2 separate regions of the Mus musculus genome follow, and region 1 is linked to region 2. The links are chromatin contacts, called in public Hi-C maps. All regions are on one chromosome and are shown on one strand. Each heading gives the region's core, a stretch centred on a gene start, on an enhancer-like site or on the middle of the called end of the contact. The rest is flanking DNA. Distances are from core to core; before and after follow the strand shown. Region 1 has its middle 94 kb from the start of Gm41945. Region 2 overlaps Nckap5 (NCK-associated protein 5).

Region 1 (7,175 bases), core at 3,342-5,841, 500 kb after region 2:
TCTAATTTGTCTTTCTAATGCTCGCTGGAAAAACTATTGCCGACAGTGCAAGCTGACATTTTACAAATGTCAGAGCTTATAAACAAGGACAGGCTCCAGTCCTAGGACCTACCTAGGTTTCTCAATCCATGAAACTGAGAGGCACTGAACGACTGGAGGACCCCTGGAGAACTGCTGGTCTTCAGTCCAGGTTAGAGGCCAAAGGAGCCATCAGTGAAGGGTGGAGCAGCAGCAACCACAGCAGCGATTACAAAGGCTCTGAACTTGGAAGCGGGGCAGATGAATTTACAAACAAGATGCGAAGGTAGGCAGGCAAAGAGCAAACCTTTTCCCTGATATTGTATACTGGGTGCTGCCCAAAGGTGCTGCTCACATGCAGGAGTAGGTCTCTTCACATCAGTTAGCATGTGAGGGTGAGGAAATTCCCTCACAGGTATGCCTAGAAGTTCATGGGAAGTACAGACCTTGTTCAGTTAGGGATGAATATTAGCCAACGGAGCAGCCTTTGTCAGGTCACCTGACCGCTATGAGACTTCACGCATGCGTGTTTGAAACTCATCCTACATAGGAAGGATGAGGAAACCGGAGTTTCATAGGTATCAAGGCACACAGGGGACTCTTTACTGATTCTATTTTAGGCCCCAACATTACCCTGCTTTATTATTATTATTATTATTATTATTATTATTATTATTATTATTATGGTTTGTTGCATTTTGTGTGCATGTGTGTTCCTGCTTGTCTGCATGTGCACAATGGACACACATGCACCCTCAGAGTCCAGAAGAGGGTATTTGGGTCCTCTGCAAATGGAGTTAGAAATGATTGTGAGCTGCTCCAATGTGGGTTCTCAGAACTGAACCCTGATCCTCTGCAAAAGCAGCAAGGACCCTTAGCCACCGAGCCCTTTGCTCCAAACACCTACACCCTGCTTCTAGATTGCACGAATCTGTTAGTCTTTGGTAGCTGACCTCAGACTCTAGCACACACTTGATAACCCTTCCTTCTGTGGGGCAGGAGCCAAATCCCTCCCTGGCACTTCCTGCAAACGTGAGCACTTGACTCAGAGAAGGAAAACGGAAATCCACACAGACATGAGCAGCTGGCAACTGGCTTTTCTTTTTCCAAACCAGTGCCCTTGCCTTTAGAAACCCCGAAGAGCCTGCATGATTAAAAACTGGAATTAATTAGAATACTTAAAATCCAGCAGCAGTCACTTTCAAAGCAACAGCCGACGGTGCCTCCACCACCTCCAAGTATTCCCATGGGCACCTACAGCTTCAAGAGAGAGACCCCAAACAGCACCCAGGAGGCCGTTAAAACCCATCTGCAGCCCCGGGAACTGTAGCAAACATTAAGCAGAAATGGGCACAGTTGTTTGGCAATGAAAAACTGGAGGTCTTTAATAAGCACCCACATAAACCTTGTTTTAAATTTCACATTCATGCTTCTATCAACATTGGTTTGGTTAATTATCTCAATATCTAAAATGGGGAAAGGGTTTGGAAGGTGGCTCTGTGGGAACTGTTTGTGGCAGAAGCACATAGACCTGAGTTTGGATCCCTAGAACCTACTTAAAGCCAAGTGGAGTTGAGGATATCTGTAATCCCAGCATGACTGCATAGATATGAGAGGCAGAGAGGGAGAGGAGAGTCTCTAGAAGCCTTCAGGCCTAGACGGCCACTGACAGCAGTGGAGAAAGAGACCCTGTCTCAGACAAGTTAGAGGGTTCAGGTTGTCCTCTGACCTCCACATGCATGCCTTAGTTTATATGGACCCTGCCTACACAAACAGAATACACACGCACACACACACACACACACACACATGCACACACATACACATATGCACACATAAACATGTACACACACACACACATGCACGCACGGGGAAATAAATATATAGTAATAAGGTATTGGTATCCAGGGATCTTCAAATAGTTATTGCTCTACAGTAGAAGCAGATAGTCTCAAACAGCACCTGGTTCATAAATGCTTGATAAACTAGATTTGTAAAGTTATGATTGTAAATTCCATAAAAATGCATCTGATCCAGTACTGAAAGGTGGATTTCCCTGTGGCCGTGGGGAGACAACATTTAAATGGTGCTGTTGCTAATATCTGCCATAAAGAAGTGTGGTGATCAATATTAATTCTCAGCTTGAGACACTCCAGAGTAGCTGAAGATGCAAGCTCCATGCTGTCTGTGAAGGGATTATTTGATTCAATCAATCGAGATGAGAGGGCTCATGTTAAATATGGGTGGCACCATGCCATGAACTGAGGTCCTGGACCGAATTACAGAGAGAAGGAAAGCAGTGCAGGGGTGCTCATCTGCTGTATTTCCCGACTGGAAACAATGTGACCACCTGCCCTATGTTCCTGCTGCCATGCAGTCCTTCTGTAACAGACTGTACCCCTTAACACTGTGAGCCCCTGAACCTTCTAAAGCTGCCTTTGAACAAAGTGATGGCTACAGACAGGGTTCCTCTTCATGCACCTTTATGATCATACTGTCATTTCTATTCCAAAGACAGCCAGCAGAGGGCAGAGCTCTATGGTTTTGTAATTAGTTGAAAGGACCCTGTAATTCTCTGTTGGCTCCCATCTGATCTTCCGATTCCAGTGATGAGCATGTGTCAATATCTGGTCATCGATAGTGTGAAAACGCTAAATTGAAACCCTACAAAGGAGGATGTGGTGGAGAGAAAAGATGCTCTATCTTCTTTCTGAAGAAAAAAATTCCTATTTTAAAAGGTTTGTTTTGTTTTTATGTGCATGTGTATTCATATTCTCTCTCGCTCACTCTCTCTCTTGCTCTCTCTCTCTTCCCTTCTCTGTGTGCATAGGTACTCATGGAATTCAGAAGAGGGCATCAGATTGCCTCCAGCTGGGCTTACAGATATTTGTGAGCCACCTGACATGGATGCTGGGAACAGAACCCTAGTCCTTTGCAACAGTGGTACTCACTCTTAGCCAGCCCTAGAAAAATCTCTTTTCACAGTGAGTCCATGGATAACTAGCAACTCCTTTTAAGTTAGTGATCCTACATTCTAGGTACTCAGCTGCTACCATGAGAGGCTAGGCTGTCAGGTGAGACAAGAAAACTGTCCGCAAGATGAACAGTGCTCCCACTCCAGATGAACAGTGCTCCTACTCCAAAGCCATATCGACACCCCAAAGAAAAGATGGTTCTCTTCCACAGGTCAGATTCACGGCAGAATCTACCTACCTACAACATTGAGGAGGAAATACTATTGTCTCTGCTCTTCCCTTCATCGCCGCTGTGTGGAGGGACCACATCTCTCCCCACACCAAAGTTCCGCCAAATGTTATCTGCATAGGCATCACCAAAACCTGCCTTGGCTCTTTTTATGGAACTTGAAATCTTTTTAATTGAGACAACACCCAGCCGACCAGCCACGGGCTTGCTGCACTGGGCTTTAAGTTAGTTTGACGTTAGCCTCCTACGTGTTACCAAACGCCTGTGTGGGTGCTGCCTTCTGTCTCGTTTAACACTGCAAGATCTCAAGTGCAGGACATTCCAAACCCATCGGCCTTCTCGTTTCTCTGCTCCAAAGCGTCATTCATTCGGAGGCTCTCTTGCGTTTCATATTCATTCTTTTCTACTCCCCTCCCTCCTCAAATTTTCTCATTATAGTCTGACCCTTTAAGCACAGTGTTATCTGGTTATCATTGAAAATTGCAAAATCTATAGCATAAATATAAAAACAACGTGTATATCTTAACTGTGTATCTTATTTTTAAAACGTGTGCTAGCAGACATTAGTTGTATATCTCAATGTATTCAGTGTGTTCTTCTCCTAAAAGAACGTTCGTTCATTTAGTTATTGGAGGGGGGGCACACACATGCTTGGCTCTCAGATGGGGGTCAAACATAGCTTGGGAAAATCAGTTCTCTTTCCAGCACCTACGTAGGGTCTCGGGATTGGATTTAGATCCGTCAGTTCCTCTGGCTTGACAGCAAGCCCCCTTCCCCACTGAGCCATCTTCCCAGCCCCACGTCTATATGTAAAACCGTTTTAACAGATACGCTGCACTGTTTCACAGGCCACGGGTGCCCTTTCTGAGTTAAACCTCTGTATCCAAGAAGATAAAGCATCTGGACTTGTTCACTTCCTCTCAGCTATTTGGACATCCGCATAGTCCCGGAGATGTTACTCACCAGGTTTTTAAAATAAATAAAATAAATAAAATACTATTTCCATTTGCCCAGGTGGCAAGATTACATTTCAGGATTGAAAGACAGGAGAAAGGAGGAGGGGGGATTGCTGACACAACATCTGCACTCTCTCTCTCTCTCTCTCTCTTTTTTTTTTTTTTTTTTTTTTTTGGTGGAATTTCATCACATTTCTGCTTGCAGCCTAATCATCTTACTGGGAATTAAGAAAACACAGGAATGTTTAAATTGTGCCATGCACCCACAGCTCCTATAAGTCTCGAATTTAATCCTGGGAGGTAGCTTTTCACACCAAGAAATCCCAGGAAGAAACTTCCTTTCTGTGTGTTTTGTGAGCTATGCTCCAAAAACCCATGACCGCATGCCTAAAACTATGGATGCAGCGCCATCTAGCTGCAGCAGTGGGTGGAGCAGGAGCCCAGAATTAGTAGCTTCAACCCTGATCTGCAGCTCACCTAGACAAACAGAAGCAGCTCTGACAATTGCTCACACTGAAATGCCGCTGCTAAGGAGGGAGAGCCCAGAATTCAAGCTGAGCCTGAGATACAGAGCCAGACCTTACGTGACTAATGAAGAACGTGGCTCAGGAGATGGCACAGTTGGTGAAGTACCTGCTTTGCAAGCCTGAGAATCCAAATTCCATACCAGGAATGTCATACGAAAATATCAGGCATGATGGCATGTGCCTGTTATCCTAGAACTGGAGAAAAGGAAATAGGCATATCCAACCTAGCCTACTTGGTGAGCTCCAAGCCAAACAACAAGAGATCCTGTCTCATAACAGCAAGGTGAATGGTACTTGAGAAATAGCTCGGATTGACCTCTGACTTCCACATGCACATGCTTACATGTGCAACAGAAAGGGGGAGAGGGGGAGGGAGAGAGGGAGAGAGGGAGAGAGGGAGAGAGGGAGAGAGGGAGAGAGGGAGAGAGGGGAGAGGGAGAGAGGGAGAGAGGGAGAGAGGGGGAGAGGGGGAGAGAGGGGAGAGAGGGAGAGAGGGAGAGAGAGAGAGAGAGAGAGAGAGAGAGAGAGAGAGAGAGAGAGAGAGAGAGAGAGGAGAGAAGCCCACTTTGCAGAAACACTGTGAAGTCTGGCATCATCAGAAGAAGAGCCAGGACATAAAAGCACAGCCCCTTGCTAGCATCACTCCCCCCCACTAGCTGGCTGTGGCTTCTCATACTGTCCTGAGCTCAGAGTCCCTCAAGGAGATTCAGGATGATAACTGTCATGCATTCAGTAGACTGTCGGCTGCACTCACTGCCTAATAAAACAGTCATATGCTTGAGGATATGGGGGAGGGGCTTGGTACCACTGTGGAGAGCTGAAGTCTAGGGAGCCTTGGCATGGGTCTGATCTGTGCCCACGGCATGGGCACAATCCACTCTCTTTTTTTATTTGAGCTTTTGATCAAATGACCCAGTGGCAGCATCCCCGGGTGCTCTAAGCACAACGTTTAAGATAAAGTGCCCTCTGAGAACCTATTTAACACTTGGCTACTCTCTATTTCTTGAGACTACTCAGTTACATCTACGGTAATCAGCTCAAAGAGCAGCCATTAACATGCATACAGATGAAACTGATTTTCCCTGAAACACCCTTTTCAGTGCTTTCCAAGGAGGCCTGTCTAACAGCAGACCCACGTTCTGGAATGAGTTCCATCTGGTAACTGAACTGTCCTTTGTCTTGGCTTCCTGTCCTGACCTCTGCCTGGCTATGTCTCTAGCTGGCCACCTCCATCTCCTTCCTGTCATAGCTCCTTCTTCCCTGGTCTGAAGACTGGTTTCTGTAGTGTGGGCTGGGTATTCTCCTTACTGCCAGTTTGGTGTGGCTAGCAGGAGTGAGGAAGGAGAGCAAGGGCAGGGTGTCTGTCAGCCCCTGGCTTTTCCAAATAGCACCATACCCCTGAGAATGAAGACTCTGACCTCTCTGTCCTTGACGCTCTACTTCAGGGTTCCTAGCTCTTTCCCATGTGCCTATGTGTCCTTTACATGCCTATCATCCCTTGGTCATGCTCTCTCCTTGCATGACACTTTCTTTTGCTTAATTATTTTAAAAGCTCCTCTTTTAAAAGTGGATTCTATATGACCCTTCCCCTACAAAAAGCCACACTTCCCTCTGTGTGAGTTTTCTGCCCACACTCACATATTCTATTACAACCGGACTTGTCACCTCATCAGCCAGGGTCAAGTTCCAACACTTAGGCAACCCAACTCCTAGAGAATGGGATTGGCTAGCGAGCAATAACAGGGTTCAGCGATGACAGTGAAGGCAGTCTTGGTGTTCCTGGGAAGGACAGGAATTCAGTTTCCTGTGCAAATCATTTTAGACTCAGCCACAGGAAAGGAGTAAGAATAGGTACAGAGAGGTACAGAGAGCAGAGTGAGTGTGTGGTCTCAGTGCTACCTCAGGCTCAGAGCATTTCTCTCCGAGCAAGCCCTCCCAGAACCTGTCTGAGCAGATAATATGAGCTCCCACGAGACCGCTGCGTGTATACAAGGCATCTCTGAACTTGAGCCAAATGCAATGGATTTTTATAATTATTGACAAAAAATAATCCTTTGATGCCAATCAATTTTGTAATTTGTGCGCATTCATTTAACACCAAGTTATTGAACAGCCGTCATGTTTCATGCACATGGTAGGCACAGAAATCATTGTAGGCAAAATAGGTTTCTTACTCCCCTCAGAAATAGCTCATAGGTTTGCCAAACATGAAAGATTGTTGGCCAGATAAGAATAAAATGGATGAGGGAACATTACAGAAAAAAAAAAAAAAGGTGGAGAGAATGTAAGAGAAAGAACTGGGAGGAGTGTGTGAGCTGTTGCATTTTGGTGTGGCATGTGGCAAACTCATTAATGAACTCACAGCAGCTGTGGTTATGTGCACAAGACCTGTACCAGACTGAGGCAGTCAACATTCCATCATGGATCCAGGAAGGGACTCATGAGACCTCATCTCTAGCAAAGGATCTAC
Region 2 (6,785 bases), core at 4,191-6,690:
AAAAGCTGTTGGGAGATATTAATTGGCTCAGACCTTTTTTAAAGATTCCTTCCGCTGAGTTAAGGCCTTTGTTTAGTATTTTAGAAGGAGATCCTCATATCTCCTCCCCTAGGACTCTTACTCTAGCTGCTAACCAGGCCTTACAAAAAGTGGAAAAAGCCTTACAGAATGCACAATTACAACGTATTGAGGATTCGCAGCCTTTCAGTTTGTGTGTCTTTAAGACAGCACAATTGCCAACTGCAGTTTTGTGGCAGAATGGGCCATTGTTGTGGATCCATCCAAACGTATCCCCAGCTAAAATAATAGATTGGTATCCTGATGCAATTGCACAGCTTGCCCTTAAAGGTCTAAAAGCAGCAATCACCCACTTTGGGCAAAGTCCATATCTTTTAATTGTACCTTATACCGCTGCACAGGTTCAAACCTTGGCAGCCACATCTAATGATTGGGCAGTTTTAGTTACCTCCTTTTCAGGAAAAATAGATAACCATTATCCAAAGCATCCAATCTTACAGTTTGCCCAAAATCAATCTGTTGTGTTTCCACAAATAACAGTAAGAAACCCACTTAAAAATGGGATTGTGGTATATACTGATGGATCAAAAACTGGCATAGGTGCCTATGTGGCTAATGGTAAAGTGGTATCCAAACAATATAATGAAAATTCACCTCAAGTGGTAGAATGTTTAGTGGTCTTAGAAGTTTTAAAAACCTTTTTAAAACCCCTTAATATTGTGTCAGATTCCTGTTATGTGGTTAATGCAGTAAATCTTTTAGAAGTGGCTGGAGTGATTAAGCCTTCCAGTAGAGTTGCCAATATTTTTCAGCAGATACAATTAGTTTTGTTATCTAGAAGATCTCCTGTTTATATTACTCATGTTAGAGCCCATTCAGGCCTACCTGGCCCCATGGCTCTGGGAAATGATTTGGCAGATAAGGCCACTAAAGTGGTGGCTGCTGCCCTATCATCCCCGGTAGAGGCTGCAAGAAATTTTCATAACAATTTTCATGTGACGGCTGAAACATTACGCAGTCGTTTCTCCTTGACAAGAAAAGAAGCCCGTGACATTGTTACTCAATGTCAAAGCTGCTGTGAGTTCTTGCCAGTTCCTCATGTGGGAATTAACCCACGCGGTATTCGACCTCTACAGGTCTGGCAAATGGATGTTACACATGTTTCTTCCTTTGGAAAACTTCAATATCTCCATGTGTCCATTGACACATGTTCTGGCATCATGTTTGCTTCTCAGTTAACCGGAGAAAAAGCCTCACATGTGATTCAACATTGCCTTGAGGCATGGAGTGCTTGGGGGAAACCCAGACTCCTTAAGACTGATAATGGACCAGCTTATACGTCTCAAAAATTCCAGCAGTTCTGCCGTCAGATGGACGTGACCCACCTGACTGGACTTCCATACAACCCTCAAGGACAGGGTATTGTTGAGCGTGCGCATCGCACCCTCAAAACCTATCTTATAAAACAGAAGAGGGGAACTTTTGAGGAGACTGTACCCCGAGCACCAAGAGTGTCGGTGTCTATGGCACTCTTTACACTCAATTTTTTAAATATTGATGTTCATGGCCATACTGCGGCTGAACGTCATTGTTCAGAGCCAGATAGGCCCAATGAGATGGTTAAATGGAAAAATGTCCTTGATAATAAATGGTATGGCCCGGATCCTATTTTGATAAGATCCAGGGGAGCTATCTGTGTTTTCCCACAGAATGAAGACAACCCATTTTGGTTACCAGAAAGACTCACCCGAAAAATCCAGACTGACCAAGGGAATACTAATGTCCCTCGTCTTGGTGATGTCCAGGGCGTCAATAATAAAAAGAGAGCAGCGTTGGGGGATAATGTCGACATTTCCACTCCCAATGACGGTGATGTATAATGCTCAAGTATTCTCCTGCTTTTTTTACCACTAACTAGGAACTGGGTTTAGCCTTGATTCAGACAGCCTTGGCTCTGTCTGGACAGGTCCAGACGACTGACACCATTAACACTTTGTCAGCCTCAGTGACTACAGTCATAGATGAACAGGCCTCAGCTAATGTCAAGATACAGAGAGGTCTCATGCTGGTTAATCAACTCATAGATCTTGTCCAGATACAACTAAATGTATTATGACAAATAACTCAGCAGGGATGTGAACAAAAGTTTCCGGGATTGTGTGTTATTTCCATTCAGTATGTTAAATTTACTAGGGCAGCTAAATTGTCAAAAAGTCTTTTTCAGTATATGTTACAGAATTGGATGGCTGAATTTGAACAGATCCTTCGGGAATTGAGACTTCAGGTCAACTCCACGCGCTTGGACCTGTCGCTGACCAAAGGATTACCCAATTGGATCTCCTCAGCATTTTCTTTCTTTAAAAAATGGGTGGGATTAATATTATTTGGAGATACACTTTGCTGTGGATTAGTGTTGCTTCTTTGATTGGTCTGTAAGCTTAAGGCCTAAACTAGGAGAGACAAGGTGGTTATTGCCCAGGCGCTTGCAGGACTAGAACATGGAGCTCCCCCTGATATATGATATATCTATGCTTAGGCAATAGGTCGCTGGCCACTCAGCTCTTATATCCCATGAGGCTAGACTCATTGCACGGGATAGAGTGAGTGTGCTTCAGCAGCCCGAGAGAGTTGCAAGGCTAAGCACTGCAATGGAAAGGCTCTGCGGCATATATGAGCCTATTCTAGGGAGACATGTCATCTTTCATGAAGGTTCAGTGTCCTAGTTCCCTTCCCCCAGGCAAAACGACACGGGAGCAGGTCAGGGTTGCTCTGGGTAAAAGCCTGTGAGCCTAAGAGCTAATCCTGTACATGGCTCCTTTACCTACACACTGGGGATTTGACCTCTATCTCCACTCTCATTAATATGGGTGGCCTATTTGCTCTTATTAAAAGGATAGGGGGAGATGTTGGGAGCCGCGCCCACATTCGCCGTTACAAGATGGCGCTGACAGCTGTGTTCTAAGTGGTAAACAAATAATCTGCGCATGTGCCAAGGGTATCTTATGACTACTTGTGCTCTGCCTTCCCCGTGACGTCAACTCGGCCGATGGGCTGCAGCCAATCAGGGAGTGACACGTCCGAGGCGAAGGAGAATGCTCCTTAAAAAGGGACGGGGTTTCGTTTTCGCGCTCTCTTGCTTTTCTCTCTCTCTTGCTTTTCTCTCTCTCTTGCTTCTTGCTCTCTTGCTTCTTGCACTCTGGCTCCTGAAGATGTAAGCAATAAAGCCTTGCCGCAGAAGATTCTGGTCTGTGGTGTTCTTCCTGGCCGGTCGTGAGAACGTGTCTAATAACAGATGGGGGTTGGTGAGAGGGGAAGGAGGACAATAGAAGGCAATGTGGGTAAATACCAAAATGCATTATGTCTGGATATGGAACATCACCTTTAATTTATATAATTAACACATGCTAACACCAACATTAAAAAGGATGTGTCTTTATCTTGTATGACATATTTTAATATAGTTTTTTTCATGGGAATACCATATTCTATAATTCTGTTACTCATACAAAATGATTCTTTAGAAAATGAGGTTGTTTTAAAGGAAAAAATGTAACATTTCCCCACTTGGGGCTCCGACGGCAGAAGGCAGTATGAGGCAGTAGTGTGGGCTGGGTTCTGTGGACTTCAGGGGCAGCTGGAGTTCAAACGCCAGCTCTGTATCTTCCTAGATGGAGGCCAGGCCAGTTATTTAACTTCCCTGAACGAGTCCAACGAGGATTAATAATAATAACAGCTTCCTCTGGGTCATCAGAAAGAGCTTGGGCAGAAAAGTAGCTCCACAAATATCAGCTCCTGTCACCATTACCCAGAGTGTACTGTGACGGCGTTCACTACAGGTTCCCAAAGGACTGTGGGATAGCTGCTGTAAAAAGGCAGCTTACCTGCTGGCTGGGAGCATCACCCCTACCACGACTGTTACTATTCAGTATCATGCACATATTTTGGCCCCAGGAAGGATAAGGAAAGAATAGCAAATACAGTGCTCCCAAAACACCATCTACTCCCAAGAAATAACTCTTTACTAAAATACTAGAGCACATGTGCTGAGTGTGTATGTGTGTGTGTGAGAGAGAGAGACAGACAGACAGACAGACAGACAGACCACAACACGTATGTGAAGGTCTGAGAACAACTCTCTGGAGTCAGTTCTCACCTCCCACATGTCAAGGCAGAGTCTCGGTTACTCCTGTCACTGCTCCGACTCCAGTGTAGCTGACTGGTGAGCTGCCTGGTGAGCTTCCACTTGAGTCTACCGACTCCCATCTCACCCACACAGTGCCTATCTCCCAGGGATGGTGACATGTGGCTGCTAGGGATGGAACAGAAGTCATCAGGCTTGTATGGGAAGTTCTTCTTCCCATGGAGACGTCTCGCTGGTCCACCGGACAGTGATTTTTATGTAAACTACAGACAAGACTCCACACAGAGTATTGGTGCATTGGGTAAAACTTCTGGAAGCATCTGTATTCTTTCTGAAACATTCTTCCTGTCTCTGTTAAGGTTCCTTTTTATAGTCTTTGGAAGCAGTCCCATGATGGAACAAACCTAGGCCTCAGAAATGCTAGGGTATCTGCCATGAACTCCAGGTGTGGCCTGACATCCTACCCTGTTTCTGCTTCTTGGCACTGAGATACTCATCTTTGCGGTTCACACGCGGATGCACTGTCCCAGGTATGCTACTAGAATAAACTGTCCCCAGTCCTCTAGGAGACATAACCATCTCTTCCGTGGGTAATTTGGATGACAATATTGCTCGGGCTCATAAATAAATCTGGGATGAATAGCTAAACGGCTTTTGACAGATTAACACATTACTAAGCAGAAGGGTATTTAGAATTTTAAGACTCTGAAAGCCATGTGTAATTATCCAAATGAATCAATGCTTTCCACTGGAGTTTTGGACACATGAGCAGGTACATGGAGAGATGAAGGGGGTACGTCGTGAGGCCCGCTGCTGTTAACAACACCTTCAAGTTTCGGCAGAAGGGAAGGAAACATGCTATTTTTCATACTGTGGCATCGCCCCATACAAGGAGGCAGTTGTTTTGCGGAATGATAAATAGAAGGCTATTACATGCTTAATTAAAGAACCAATCCTTTCAGCTCTGAAAAAAAAAAATATAATCCCCAACTGAGTAGATATGTGAGCGTTGGAGAGGAGGCACGGTGTTTTAGACTTGCTGTTCCTTGCTCTTGTTATTGTCAGAGAACATCATTAAAACAGATCTCTCCTTCCTGCCGCTGCATCCTCAGACTGCAGGCCCGTGGTGTTGGCTCCTAAGGCAGTCCCCACCCTCCAAAGAACAGCTGTCATGTTTTTTATGAGGTCTGATGGAAGGTGAGGTTGCACACACCCTGTCTGGAACCTGTTAAGGACATACAAAGCTCAGCTTGGATTACGGATGTTATTTTAATGAATGTGGTGCCCTCTTCTGGTGGAAAGCCTAAATCAACAATGAAATCTTGTGGGCAGAAGACCAAGCTCGGCATCTTGTGCTCTCAGCACAGAACTGTGGATCGTAGGCCAAGGGGAGACCCCAGTAAGTGATCAGGCAGCACTCAAACCATTCAAATCCCCATCAAAGCTACACGACAAAATGAGTAAATGAAAATGCTGAAACAAGGGAAAGAAAGGCAGAAATCTGGCACTGAAGTAGAGAGAAGAGAAGTAACGAGGGAATCCCCCAAGGGCTATCTTTAAAAGAGAAAATAGGGCTTAAAATAGCTGTTCATCTTTAAGTGACAAGCAAATGGCCTTTTGATCACTGGTGTTCTTAAGAAGAATTCTTTCTATTAAGCATGTCAATGCATGTACAGACTTAAAGGAATAAACATCGGTTGGAGAAAATAATTGAAGACATTCTTAATGGGAAGCTAAGTGCGCTGTGAGAGAAATGCCTTCTTTAGCATTGTGATTTTTCATGAGATCAAACCTACAATATTAAAAGGTCTTTGGGGCTGGACAGACAAATGGCTCAGTGGTTGAAGAGCACATACTGCTCTTGCAGAGCACCTGAGTTTGGTCCCCAACATGCAGATCAAGTGGCCCAAAATCTCTTCTCATTCCAGCTCAGCAAAATTCAACGCCCTCTTCTGACTTCTTTGGGTACAGCAATCGTGTGCACATAACACCTCCCTGCAGCGAAAACTATCTCTCTCTCTCTCTCTCTCTCTCTCTCTCTCAAAAATAATGTCTCCTCACATTTCTCCACATCCTTTTGAGGGTTGACACTTTGAAGGCACTTTTTAGATGAATACTTGAGCCCCAACTATATAATTATTTGTCATTAAACAAAATCTGTAGCCATCCTTAAGGATGGCGTCAAATATTTATACTTGAACAACAGCAAAACACGCACCAATGTATCAGGGATACACATGTATGCTACTTCTTGAGTCAATTCTATAGGTTAAAGGCCAGAGATATTTACAAAATGGTTAACCTTTTAACAACAAAACCGTTTAATCAACCAAAGAACCCTAGCATTCCAGACAGAGGAAACAGATTCTGTCTATTAACACTCCACTGATTGTTAAACTATGCCCACTCTTGCGTGCACCCAGTTTATTATGCATCACAAATTCTGTCACTTGCTAGAGGCTGTGGCCCAGATTGAACATGTATTTATGAAAATAAAGCCCAAGACGTCTATAGTATGCTGTCATGCAGGGCTTCCAGTTCAGGAGGCTGGAGGGATAGATCTCCAAGCCAGCCATAGCCAAAAACCATGAAGAGAGCCTGGGTTCTGACATGTAGTTTCTGATGA

The links. A called contact is a pair of places that touch in the nucleus more often than the background predicts.
Region 1: a Hi-C map of cortical neurons shows a contact between it and region 2, with 7 times the contacts expected there. The contact joins two enhancer-like sites. A contact is called at or near these places in 2 of 15 datasets of contacts at CTCF or cohesin (the NIH/3T3 cell line and stem cell-derived epiblast-like cells), 48 of 484 Hi-C or Micro-C datasets (the AtT-20 cell line, the G1E-ER4 cell line, the HL-1 cell line and 31 more) and 6 of 115 datasets of contacts at active chromatin or transcription factors (astrocytes, bone marrow-derived dendritic cells, differentiating embryonic stem cells and 3 more).

The regions. Positions count from the first base shown.
Region 1 is chr1:126,927,335-126,934,509 of GRCm38.p6, forward strand. No RefSeq gene overlaps it. Among named protein-coding and RNA genes, the nearest start is that of Gm41945, 94 kb to the right of the region's middle. Within about 2 kb of position 4,592, at least 12 of the 459 cell types and tissues checked have an H3K27ac peak or open chromatin away from gene starts, as enhancers often do. A contact at or near this core is called in brain and cortical neurons, where this site is marked.
Region 2 is chr1:126,426,386-126,433,170 of GRCm38.p6, forward strand. The region is part of intron 4 of Nckap5 (NCK-associated protein 5); the gene reads right to left. Among named protein-coding and RNA genes, the nearest start is that of Gm35562, 380 kb to the left of the region's middle. Within about 2 kb of position 5,441, at least 21 of the 459 cell types and tissues checked have an H3K27ac peak or open chromatin away from gene starts, as enhancers often do. A contact at or near this core is called in brain and cortical neurons, where this site is marked.